2 separate regions of the Zea mays genome follow, and region 2 is linked to region 1. Evidence: chromatin contacts called from public Hi-C data. All regions are on one chromosome and are shown on one strand. The core of a region is the stretch at or near the end of the contact, and the rest is flanking DNA. Distances in the headings are between cores, read along the strand shown. Region 1 holds the start of LOC103646623 (L-type lectin-domain containing receptor kinase IX.1). Region 2 has its middle 200 kb from the start of LOC100278590.

The links. Hi-C and Micro-C count contacts between places; a contact is called where the count stands out from the background.
Region 2: a Hi-C map of bundle sheath shows a contact between it and region 1, with 2.8 times the contacts expected there. The contact joins the enhancer-like site here to the promoter of LOC103646623 in region 1. A contact is called at or near these places in 4 of 25 Hi-C or Micro-C datasets (bundle sheath, ear, leaf and 1 more).

What each region holds. Positions count from the first base shown.
Region 1 is chr2:81,114,269-81,119,508 of Zm-B73-REFERENCE-NAM-5.0, reverse strand. LOC103646623 (L-type lectin-domain containing receptor kinase IX.1) reads right to left here and starts at 2,685. Exons shown (of 2, transcript XM_008671333.4): 1 at 1,071-2,685. The coding sequence starts at 2,506.
Region 2 is chr2:81,511,157-81,516,359 of Zm-B73-REFERENCE-NAM-5.0, reverse strand. No RefSeq gene overlaps it. Among protein-coding and RNA genes, the nearest start is that of LOC100278590, 200 kb to the left of the region's middle. Within about 2 kb of position 2,154, at least 16 of the 20 cell types and tissues checked have an H3K27ac peak or open chromatin away from gene starts, as enhancers often do. A contact at or near this core is called in bundle sheath, ear, leaf and 1 more, where this site is marked.

The DNA of each region.
Region 1 (5,240 bases), core at 1,436-3,935:
AAAATCCATAATTTCTAGTGGTGGTTTTCTTGAGAAACCGCATGTAGAAATCGATTTCTAGTGGCGGTTTTCTTAAGGAGCCGCCACTAGAAATCATTTTTATCCTTAATTTTTCGAGTTTTTCAAACGACGTCGTATGTTAAAACCACCAAAATAAAAGTTATAGATCTCTAAAAGTTATGAAACTTTGTAGTTGACAACTTTTTTATTTGAACTCATTTCGGTTCTCAAAAATTGAATCTAAGTATGTCAAATTTAAAATTCAAATTTTGCAAACTAACTCGGATAAAAAAGTGTCAAAATGAAAGTTATAGAACTTCAAAAGTTATTCAACTTTATAGTTGACAACTTTTTTATTTGAATTCGTTTACGGTCTCAAACAAACAATTTACACTCAAATGATTGTGATACGTGGACAAAACAACTACAAACTAGACAAAAAAATATGTTATAGGTAGAGTGGTAGTGGAGGGTACGTGCGAGGGTGAGGTCGACGGTTCGATTCTTAACAACCGCGTAGCGCGCGAAAAATGCGACAGAGACGGTGAGTGGGCTGAGTCGTCTCCTCAAATAATTTTTTTGTTCTTTAAAAACCCGTTTAATGTTTCTGAAAATAATTTTTACTAGCGGATTTGTTACGTCGATCGCCAGTGGAAATCGATTTCCAACTGACGGTTTTCTTAACTCAACTGCCAGTGGAAATCGATTTCCACTGGTGGTCCTTAGTTACCCCGTCTGTAAAAATAATGATTTTTATTGGCCTCTAACACCGACGGTTCTAAGAAACACTAGCGAAAATAAGTTTACAACTATCACTGTAGAGCTACTTTGTAGTAGTGGACCGCGAGAAGCTTGCCAATTTTGTTGGCCGATTCTAATCAGCGTAAAAGGATAGGTGCTAGCTGACAAAATAATTAAATAAGCGTTCTACTGGCGGATCGCTACGTGTGCATCGGTCAAGTTATGTGCATGTGTCGGCTAGCTACTAGTCGGCCATCGGGAGCGAGAAAAGTAGTAGAGCAGCTAGGACAAGGTAAGAATGCGACCATAAGATAGGTACATGCGCATACCTCGTCGGCCATGTCAGTGTCACCTCTGTGCTGTAGAGGTGGTCATCGAGGCTGCCATTGCTGACCAATTCGTAGACCAGCTGGAGCCGCCTCCGGCCATGGCACCAGCCGATGAGCTGCACCAGGTTCCGATGCCGCAGCCGGCTGATGACGGTGACCTCGGCCCGGTACTCCTTCCGTCCCTCCATGGACGCCCCCCGAGAGAACACCTTGATGGCGACATCGAGGCCGGACTCTTTCAGGTGGCCGCGGTACACCGACCCCGACCCGCCCTGCCCCAGTTTTCCCTCCGCCGCGAAGTCCTTCGTCGCCGCCGCGAGTTGGGCGTACGGGATAGGTTTTGGCCCCGTGCTGGACTCGAAGTGGCTGTCATCGACGGCGTCGAGGGAGTCGTCGCCGTCTGTGGTTAGCTGCTCGTCATCGTATGGTTTCTTGCCCCTTCTGCTTGACCGCCGAACTAGTAGCAGCGCCACGGTGGCGACGAGCAGGAAAACCAGCAACGCTGCGGCGGCCGCTCCAGCGCCGAGTTGCAGGGTGGCCTTCTTGGTGGACGAGGTCACAGTCACAGGCATGGAGGTGCTGTTCTTGGTTGCCAACGTCGAGGCGAAAGAGAACGAAAGCACCGTGTGGTTTGCGTTGTACTCGTCGCCTGTCGCCGCCGAGAAACCAACTGCGACTTTCTCCGGCAGCAAGCTTCTCAAGTCCACGGTGGCTACGGACGTGTAAGTGACGCTTCCGACCATCAGGGTGACGCGAAGACTGCGCGTGCGGTTGTCGTAGACGACTGTCGCGGACATCACGCCGGCGTCGACGAGGCTGCCGTCTGGCAAGACCGTGTAGTCGCCGCGGGAGTCCATGCTGTTGATGTCGATGCCGATGTGCTGGCTGCTCGGGTCCCAGATGTCCTTGCGGATGTCGAACTCCACGGCGACGAACCTCGAGTCGCCGGACGCGTTGAACTTGGAGTAGTTAAGCGCCTGGCTCTCATCGAACAGACCGAGGCAGCCGTCGTAGGACTCCTGCGGCAAGTTTGGCGTGTACGGCGCGAGGAAGAACGTCATGCCGTGCCCAGCGCTTGCCGCGCCCTTGCCAGCCACTGACTCGATGCTGAAGCTGAAGTTCGCGGTGAAGCTGGCAGCCTCGCCGGTGGTGCCGTCCCATAGCTGCACCGGCTGCTTGTGCCACACCCGCCCCCTGGCACGCCCTCTGAACTCGTCGCCGAGCAGCTCGATCCTGCCATCGACGACCTGCGCGTCGTCCTCCGGCCTGAAGTCATCAGGGTTGAAGAAGCTGTAGCTGAAGGAGAGAGAATTGGCATGATAAGGGACATGCAGTGAGAGGGCCAAGCAGAAGCATAGAAGCTGCAGCTGATGAGCTCTGCTGCTTGGGCATGAGCACAAGTTTGTTAGAGCCATGGAATTTGTCGACAATGGCATACTTCAGTTGTGCACTTGTGTGTGAGTCTGTGAGATAAGTCAATCATCACGCCTCATTAATAGTAGTAATACTCAAATTCCGAACCGAAGGTCGTCAAGTGGATCCCATGCATCGGGACGGTCTACACAAGTAGCTAGCTAGTCAGATTTTTTACGAGGGTTCTAGCGGCAATCGGTAGGCATGCGACAGTCGGTACATAGACAATCTAGACTTTCTATCACACTTCTTATCTTACTCTATGTTACAAACTCTACTTTATAAACATTATAATTTACAATGTAAAACAGTTATTATTGGAATCCGACACTTTATCGAGTGTGGCGATTTTTGCCGAGTGCAATTTATTGAGCAGTCGGCAAAATAAGCTTTACCGAGTGTCACTCTCGACGAAAAATCCACTTGGCGCAGACCAACTTTGCCGAGGGCTGAACCCTTGGCCTACACGGACGCTCGGCAAAGGGGGGCTTTGTCGAATATCAAACTTTCGACGAAAAACGCCCTTGACAAAGTGTCATCAGTAGCCGTCTATAGCTAACGGCCATTAACTTGCCGAGTGTTAGGCGTTGACACTCGACAAACAGACTTCTTTATCGGCAAAGCTCTAATCTTTGCCGTCTGTCTTCCCTTACACTCGGCAAAGCATATTTTTATTCTATAGAGGCCGGCTAGGTTTCTATATATAGTGCGTGACAACTTTTATGAAATAGTATTAAATTTTTATTATAGCCTCTACATATGATATCATGACACGTTGACAAGTTTCATGATTTTTTTGACTTTTTGTGTTTTATACAATTTGAAAACAACTGGATCACAAGTTCGCAGACATGTTTCGTGGGCATGGTGTTCGAAAATTCCGGTCTGTTCTGAAATAGGGCGTAACTTATGCTAAATGTCACACCCGGATTTAAGGGCAAATCCAGACGTGAATCAAATGTGTGCTAGTGTCAAGTCTCACACATATGATGATTAATGGTACAGAAACAAATGTTACATCTTTACTATATAGTAGAAGTTTTGTACAATATAGCTAAATAATAACATCATACGAAGACAACGATCCTCCGCAACCATAGTTGACTAGGAGACAACAGCCTAGACCTCTCACGAACTCATCGCGACATCCTCCATGCTCCTTATCTTGTGGTACCTGTCCTTGACCTGGAGATGTGAGTGCAAGGGTGAGCTCACATACGTTCATCGCTCAACAAGTCGTGGGGAATAATGTGCATGAGCTCACTTATGGTAGGGGCTCATGTGAAGTGTAAGACTTACCAAAGAGATGATTAAGGTTGAGCGTTGTTTTTAATAAGTTGGTCAAAATTTTATTAGCAGTTACTAAGTATAAGTAGATACCATCCCAATAAATAAGAGACCATAATTAATAATAATCCCACAATGCAATGAAATGAAAGATTAAATTTAATTCTATAAATTAATCTTGCGAGAGTCCTAAGTCGCTCTTGACCGTGAGCATGACTGATATACTAGCTTTACACTCTGCAGAGGTTGTGCCCTTTACCCACAAGTCGTGTATCCCATCTAGCCAGGGTTTGCAAGGCCCTTGCACACTTTCGAGGTGAATGGCTAGGTATCCACTACGAGGTTTTTACAAAGTTCTACTAGCTTCAGAAAACACGCTACGATTTTGTGAGAAGAGCGATATAGGAATCCCTCGTCTGAAAAGCCATCGCAACATGATCAACTCGAGAACCTCCCTACACCGGCAACTCCTTTATCGCCCTTGCCCCTTTCAGGTAAGGTTGTCCTCCACTAGGTTTCCTAATTAGTCAGCCAAGGGCATCCCATTCCACCCTTGTGGTAGCACGATTATCTCAAGTTAAGCTCCATGTTCGAATTAACACAATAATCTTATCATGAACAATAATTAAACCAACAATATCATGTAACATGATCTTATTCAGATATAACATCAATCCCAAAACCAGGTAGAGCATAGCCAATCTACCTAATAGTTCATTTATTTGCAAGGTGTGGGGTAATCCAAGCTAGGGTAACCTATTAGGTCCCATCAAATTAACCTGAGCATGTCAAAGTGATTAATAGGAACATTATTAGGTAAAAAAGTGATCAATAGCACAACTTGCTTTTTTAGTTCAACTCTAGGTACTTCTCCAATTTAGCCTTCCGGTGACTCGCAACCTCGCTTCTATCGTAGCATAGATATAGATAGGCAAAGAGCATGTAAAAATAATATTACACCAAAACATAGAAATAATCCGCATAAGAATATTCTACGCGTCGCTACGAGATCGTAGGTTCGAGAATCACTAGGATCGATGTTACGGTAAAAATATATAGTTTTCGGGAGATTAGGTGATTAAATACTAAAACTAAGTTATATGTTGATTAATATAAATCATGTGATATGATATTCTAAAGAAATAATTAATCTATTCTTAATCTGGGTTATAACTTGACTAGAGATCAAATTATAAATATAGAATCAAAATATTTCATTAACTACAAAAAGCTAATCCAATAAACATAGGTTAAACAAATTAGTTATATATGTTACATGATGAAACAGTGTTACCAAAGCGTAGACCATTTCATTATGAAGCTAACGCAACTTGAACGGGTAAAATCAGGGTTAAAACGAACTAGTTATGAATTTCCTGGGTTTTCTATAATTATTTTTTACACTGAAAATCATTTTCTTTATTTAGTTTAGAAGTTCCTAGATTTGATGGGCTGTGGACACTATTTACA
Region 2 (5,203 bases), core at 905-3,404, 400 kb before region 1:
AGATGGATAGAGTAATCAGAATCATGGGCTTCCTTCAATATAGTGTCATGGAGGCTGTCAATCTCAGGAACACATATTTGGTTCTGGAACCATACTGTACCTTGCTCATCCTTTGTGAATTCTGAACCTCTACCTTCAGTAATCATATCTTTGATCTCTTGTATTTTAGCATCACCCATTTGACCCTTGCGTATTTCCTACTCTAAGGTAGGTTCCACTTCAATAGTGACTCCTTCAGTATGTGCAACTATTCCCAGGTTGAGTCTCCTGAAATCCTCAACAAGCTCATCGGGTTGCTGGGTAACAATAGCTACATGGACGTGTTCCTTCTGACTCAAGGCATCCGCAACTAGATTCGCCTTGCCTGGGTGATAGTGAATCTCGAAATCATAATCCTTAATGAGCTCCAACCAATAGCGTTGCCTAAGGTTGAGATCCTTCTGAGTGAATATGTATTTCAAACTCTTGTGATCGGTGTACACTTGGCACTTTGTTCCCATTATATAATGTCTCCATATCTTCAGCGCATGCACTACGGCTGCCAGTTCTAAGTCATGAGTGGGATAGTTCAACTCATGTTTCTTTCATAAGAACACATCCCAAGCCTTAGTCGCACGCATCACAATAGATATCAAATCCCTTTTGCAGATCCGGCATAATCAACACTGGGGGTGACATCAATCTTAACTTCAGTTGATTGAAACTATCTTGGCACTTCCAGGTCCATTTGAAATTTTTTCCTTTCTCTAAAATTGAGGTCATAGGCTTAGCAATCTTAGAGAACCCTTCAATAAATCACTGATAATAGCCTGCAAGTCCTAAGAAACTCCGGACATCAGTAACTGTACTGGGTATGCTCCACACCATTATTTGTAATACCCAAATAGTGAGAGTAATAGAATGTACAAGAAAAGAGAAATATAAAAGGTTCATTTGACCACTCGTGTTGTTATTTTCATTTTTGCATATTTCAAATCATAGGATTGACCCTGACTACCAATAAACATACTAAATAAAAGAATGTGCGTCATGCTGGAGTTTAGTTGTTTGTGCATTTAATAAAATAGTAATATGGATAAAAAGATAATAAAGAGTTGAGAATTTGGATTTAACCCCAAAATTGCAAATTGGGGAAAATTGGAAATAATATAGAAAGAGAGAAATACTATACAAAACAAAATAAAAATTATAAATAAATAAATAATTACCATACTATGTTCAACCTGAACATTTAATGTGAATATAAATTTGCCACACACTTTGAATTTAAAATGGAATAAAAATAAGAAAAGAAAAGGAGCAGAAAATAAAAATAAGAAAAAGAAAAAGATTAAACCGCCGCTTGGGCCTGGGTTCTCCAAACGGGCCCAAGAACGATTCCTTCGTGGCCCAGGGATGAGATGCGTGCCGACACATGGGCCCTGCCCGTCGGCCACACACCCGCGCTTATGTGAGGATCGGCCTTTGGCTCCTACAGGTGGGCCCGCCCCGTCGGTTGCAAATAGGTGCCTAAACACCGCCATGTGGGACCCAGGGCACAGTGTCTCCACCTCCCCTTTCTTCTCGCCATGGTTCGCGGACTTGCGGTGTTGCCGGGAGACTCGGGCGAGGCTGTTGCACACATTGCATGCGGGTATGCGCCATCCTCCACTGACCGAGATAAAAGGACACCGGGGCCAACCCTTCGAGACCTAACAACTGCATCCGCCCAGACCACGCCGCGCAAATTGCAGACATCGCCATGCGGGTGGGTGATATCGGCGCCAGTCCAACTGCGGTTCCACGATAATTTAGCTCCGTGGAAGTGTCATAGAGCACCGCCTGGGGTCTCAGTAGTCAATCCGGGTGCTGCGGGTGTCTAAAATCGCCTCGCGTATGGACAATTTCTCGTCGACGCTCCTCCTCCGCCGCGGTATCGCCCCTCGTCGTGGCCAGCATCGTCTCGGTCGCCGTCTTCGGTGAGTTCGCCCATAGGGATTTCCCTCCCTCTTCTACTTAGCGAAGCGCCCTTCGGATAGAAGTTTTAGGAACGGAATCACTAGGCGGCGTGTGTCGGCAATGGCGGTCGTCGTGACTGGCTCTGGCGCCGCCGTCTTGAGGGCAGGGTTGTTGACGGAGATGGCTGGCCGTGGGTTGATTGATGGACGGACTAGATCAAACCAAAGAAACCGGTTCGGCTAAGGCTTCTTGCGACCGTAGATCCCGAATCCGGTGGCGGAGGTTGGATCAGCGTTTCATTAAATTTGGGCCGCAGATCTTAAATCGTGCGGTCTCAATAGGATACCGGTTTATTAAACCTAAAGATCTAATCTGAGTTGTGTAATTGTGATCGGACGGCTCTGGTAGCTCTATACCCCTTCGGCCAAGATTTTTGCAAAAGAGCCCTCGCAGATTCACCAAAACAACCCGCGGTCCACCCTCGGGGTTCTCTGTGTCTGGCGAAATCTTTCGAGAAAGCCCCTAGCCTTTTAAGTATTTGTGCGCCCAATCCAGAAACCAGAGAAATTAGTGAAATACTTATAGAAATTTATTTTTAATACAAAAATAATTCTAGAAATTTGTATAATTTATATAAAATTCATTTTAATTCCAAATTGATTCATTCTAGTGGCATTAATTTTGTTTTAATATTCTTCACGACTTAGCACCTCTGTTTAGCCATGAAACTTGAATTAAGATTTTTTTATTTGAATTATTCTATTCTAAGTTCTTAATAACTTCAGAAATTCATAACTAAATAACTAACTCTGAATTTAATGCTTCTTGTTCCTACGATCTCGTTACGCAGCATAGAATATTATCATGTATTATGTCCTATGGTTTGGTATGATGTTAATTTTTGCTATACTATGTATGTTTGTATTGACGCGAGTAGACGAGCAAGCCATAGAGGATCCACGGGTTTAGCAGGTGGAGACCGTTGAGCAGGAGCTCGTTGAAGGCAAGTTGTGCCCTTGATCACTTCCTTTTTACCCAGTCATGTTCTTATTAATCATAATGATTTGCATAGGTTAATTTTGATGGGACCCAATAGGTTACCCTAGTTTGGCTATCTTAATACCTTGTTTTACCACTAAATTTTTGGGTAGTACATGTTATTACTTTATGTGGTTTTGGGTATGGAGATATACATCACTCATGATTACACTTTTTATTATCAGTTTATTATTTACTGTTCATGATAAGATCATTATGTTAATGGGAACATGGACAACCACCCGGGAAAACAGTGCTACCACAAGGGTGGTATGGGACGCCCTTGGCTGATTAACTAGGAAAGCTAGTGGAAGACTACCTTACCCGATAGGGGCAAGGGAAGAAGGGGAGTGGTAAGTGTGGGGAGGTCCTTGGGTTGATTTTGCTGCGATGGCGATCAGACGAGGGATCCCTGCACTAGAGCTTCCTATAAACTGTAGCGGTTTTTCTGATGCTAGTGGAACTTTGTAAAGGCCTCGTAGTTGTACCCTACCTCGCTTCCTTGGTAGAGGTGTATGGGGTCCAATCAACCCCGTGGAAAATGGGTAACCCGACTTGTGGGTAAAGATGTGCAACCTCTGCAGAGTTTAAAACTGGTATACTAGTCGTGCTCACGGTCATAAGCAGCTCGGACATTCACATGATTAATTTATGGAATCGAACTCAATTTGTCATTTGCATCGCATTAGGATTATTTTATTATTACTTTTGTTACTAAGGTTTGGTATTTACTTACACTTAGTAACTGCTAATAAAATTTTGACCAACTTATAAAAGCAATGCTTAGCTTCAGCCTTTATTTTATTGATCAGCCTTACACTTCACATGAACTCCCACCTTTGGCGAGTTCATGCACATTATTCTCCACAACTTGTTGAGCGATGAACATATGTGAGCTCACCCTTGCTGTCTCACACCCCCACAGGAGAAGAACAGGTGGTTCAAGAAGAGCCGCCTAACGAGGAGTTCGACTTGATCTAGGTGGCGCCTCCCAGTCAGCTTTGTGGCGCCAGGGAAATAATATTTAGTTTGTTTTATATTTATCATTTATTTTGTAAGAATTCTGCTATGTAATAAGTACATTTATGATATTTATGACATTTATCTCTATGCACTCTGTTATTATATGTGTTGTTCTTTGTTGGTGCACATATGAGACGCACCCGGCTTTATCCTTTAAATCCGGGTGTTACACTATCTCCCTGACTTTAGCAGGATCCACTGATATTCCACCATTAGAGATGATGTGCCCAAGGAATGTCACTTCGTCAGTCCAGAACTCGCATTTGCTGAACTTGGCGTAGAGTCAATTATCCCGTAGCTTTTGTAGCACCAACCGCAGATGTTCCTCATGATCACTATCACCCTTGGAATAAATAAGAATATCGTCGAAGCGTACCACAATGAATCTGTCAAGATACTCCATGAACACCTTATTCATCAGATTCATAAAATAGCATGGTGCATTAGTTAGTCCAAATGACATAACTATGAATTCATATAATCCATATCGGGTTGAGAAAGCAATCTTGGGAATATCAGATGGCCTAATCTTCATTTAGTGGTAACCCCAGCGGAGATCAATCTTGGAAAACACCATTGCACCTCTCATCTGATCAAATAAGTCCTCAATGCGGGGTAAAGGATACTTGTTATTCATAGTAACATCATTAAGATATCTATAATCCACACACATCCTCAGTGATCCATCCTCTTCTATGCAAACAGAATTGGTGCTCCCTAAGGTGAGGAACTTGGACGAATGTACCTAGCCTCCTGTAACTCAATTAGTTGCTTCTTAAGTTCTTTTAATTCTTCCATCGACATCTTATATGGCCTTTTTGAAATGGTAGCGGTTCCAGGTAAGAGACCAATGACAAACTCAACTTCCCTATCTGGTGGCATCCCGGGTAACTCCTCTGGAAAGACATCTGGGAAATCTCTAACCACACGGATGTTGTTGCCTACAAATTTCCCATCACTTAGAAATACGACGGGTCTAGTAGAGACAGTTACGGTGATTTCAACTTCAAATCTCTCTCCCTTAGAGCTGGTGAGTTCTACAGTTCCCCTTGCACAGTGTATAACCGCCTTTGCTTTTCTTAACCATGACATACCAAGAATCAGGTCTATACTGCTAGGGGTGAAAACGGTCGGAAACGATCGGTAAACATTAAAACCATTTTCGTTTTCATATTTTTCCTCGGAAACGAGATCGAAAACGGTA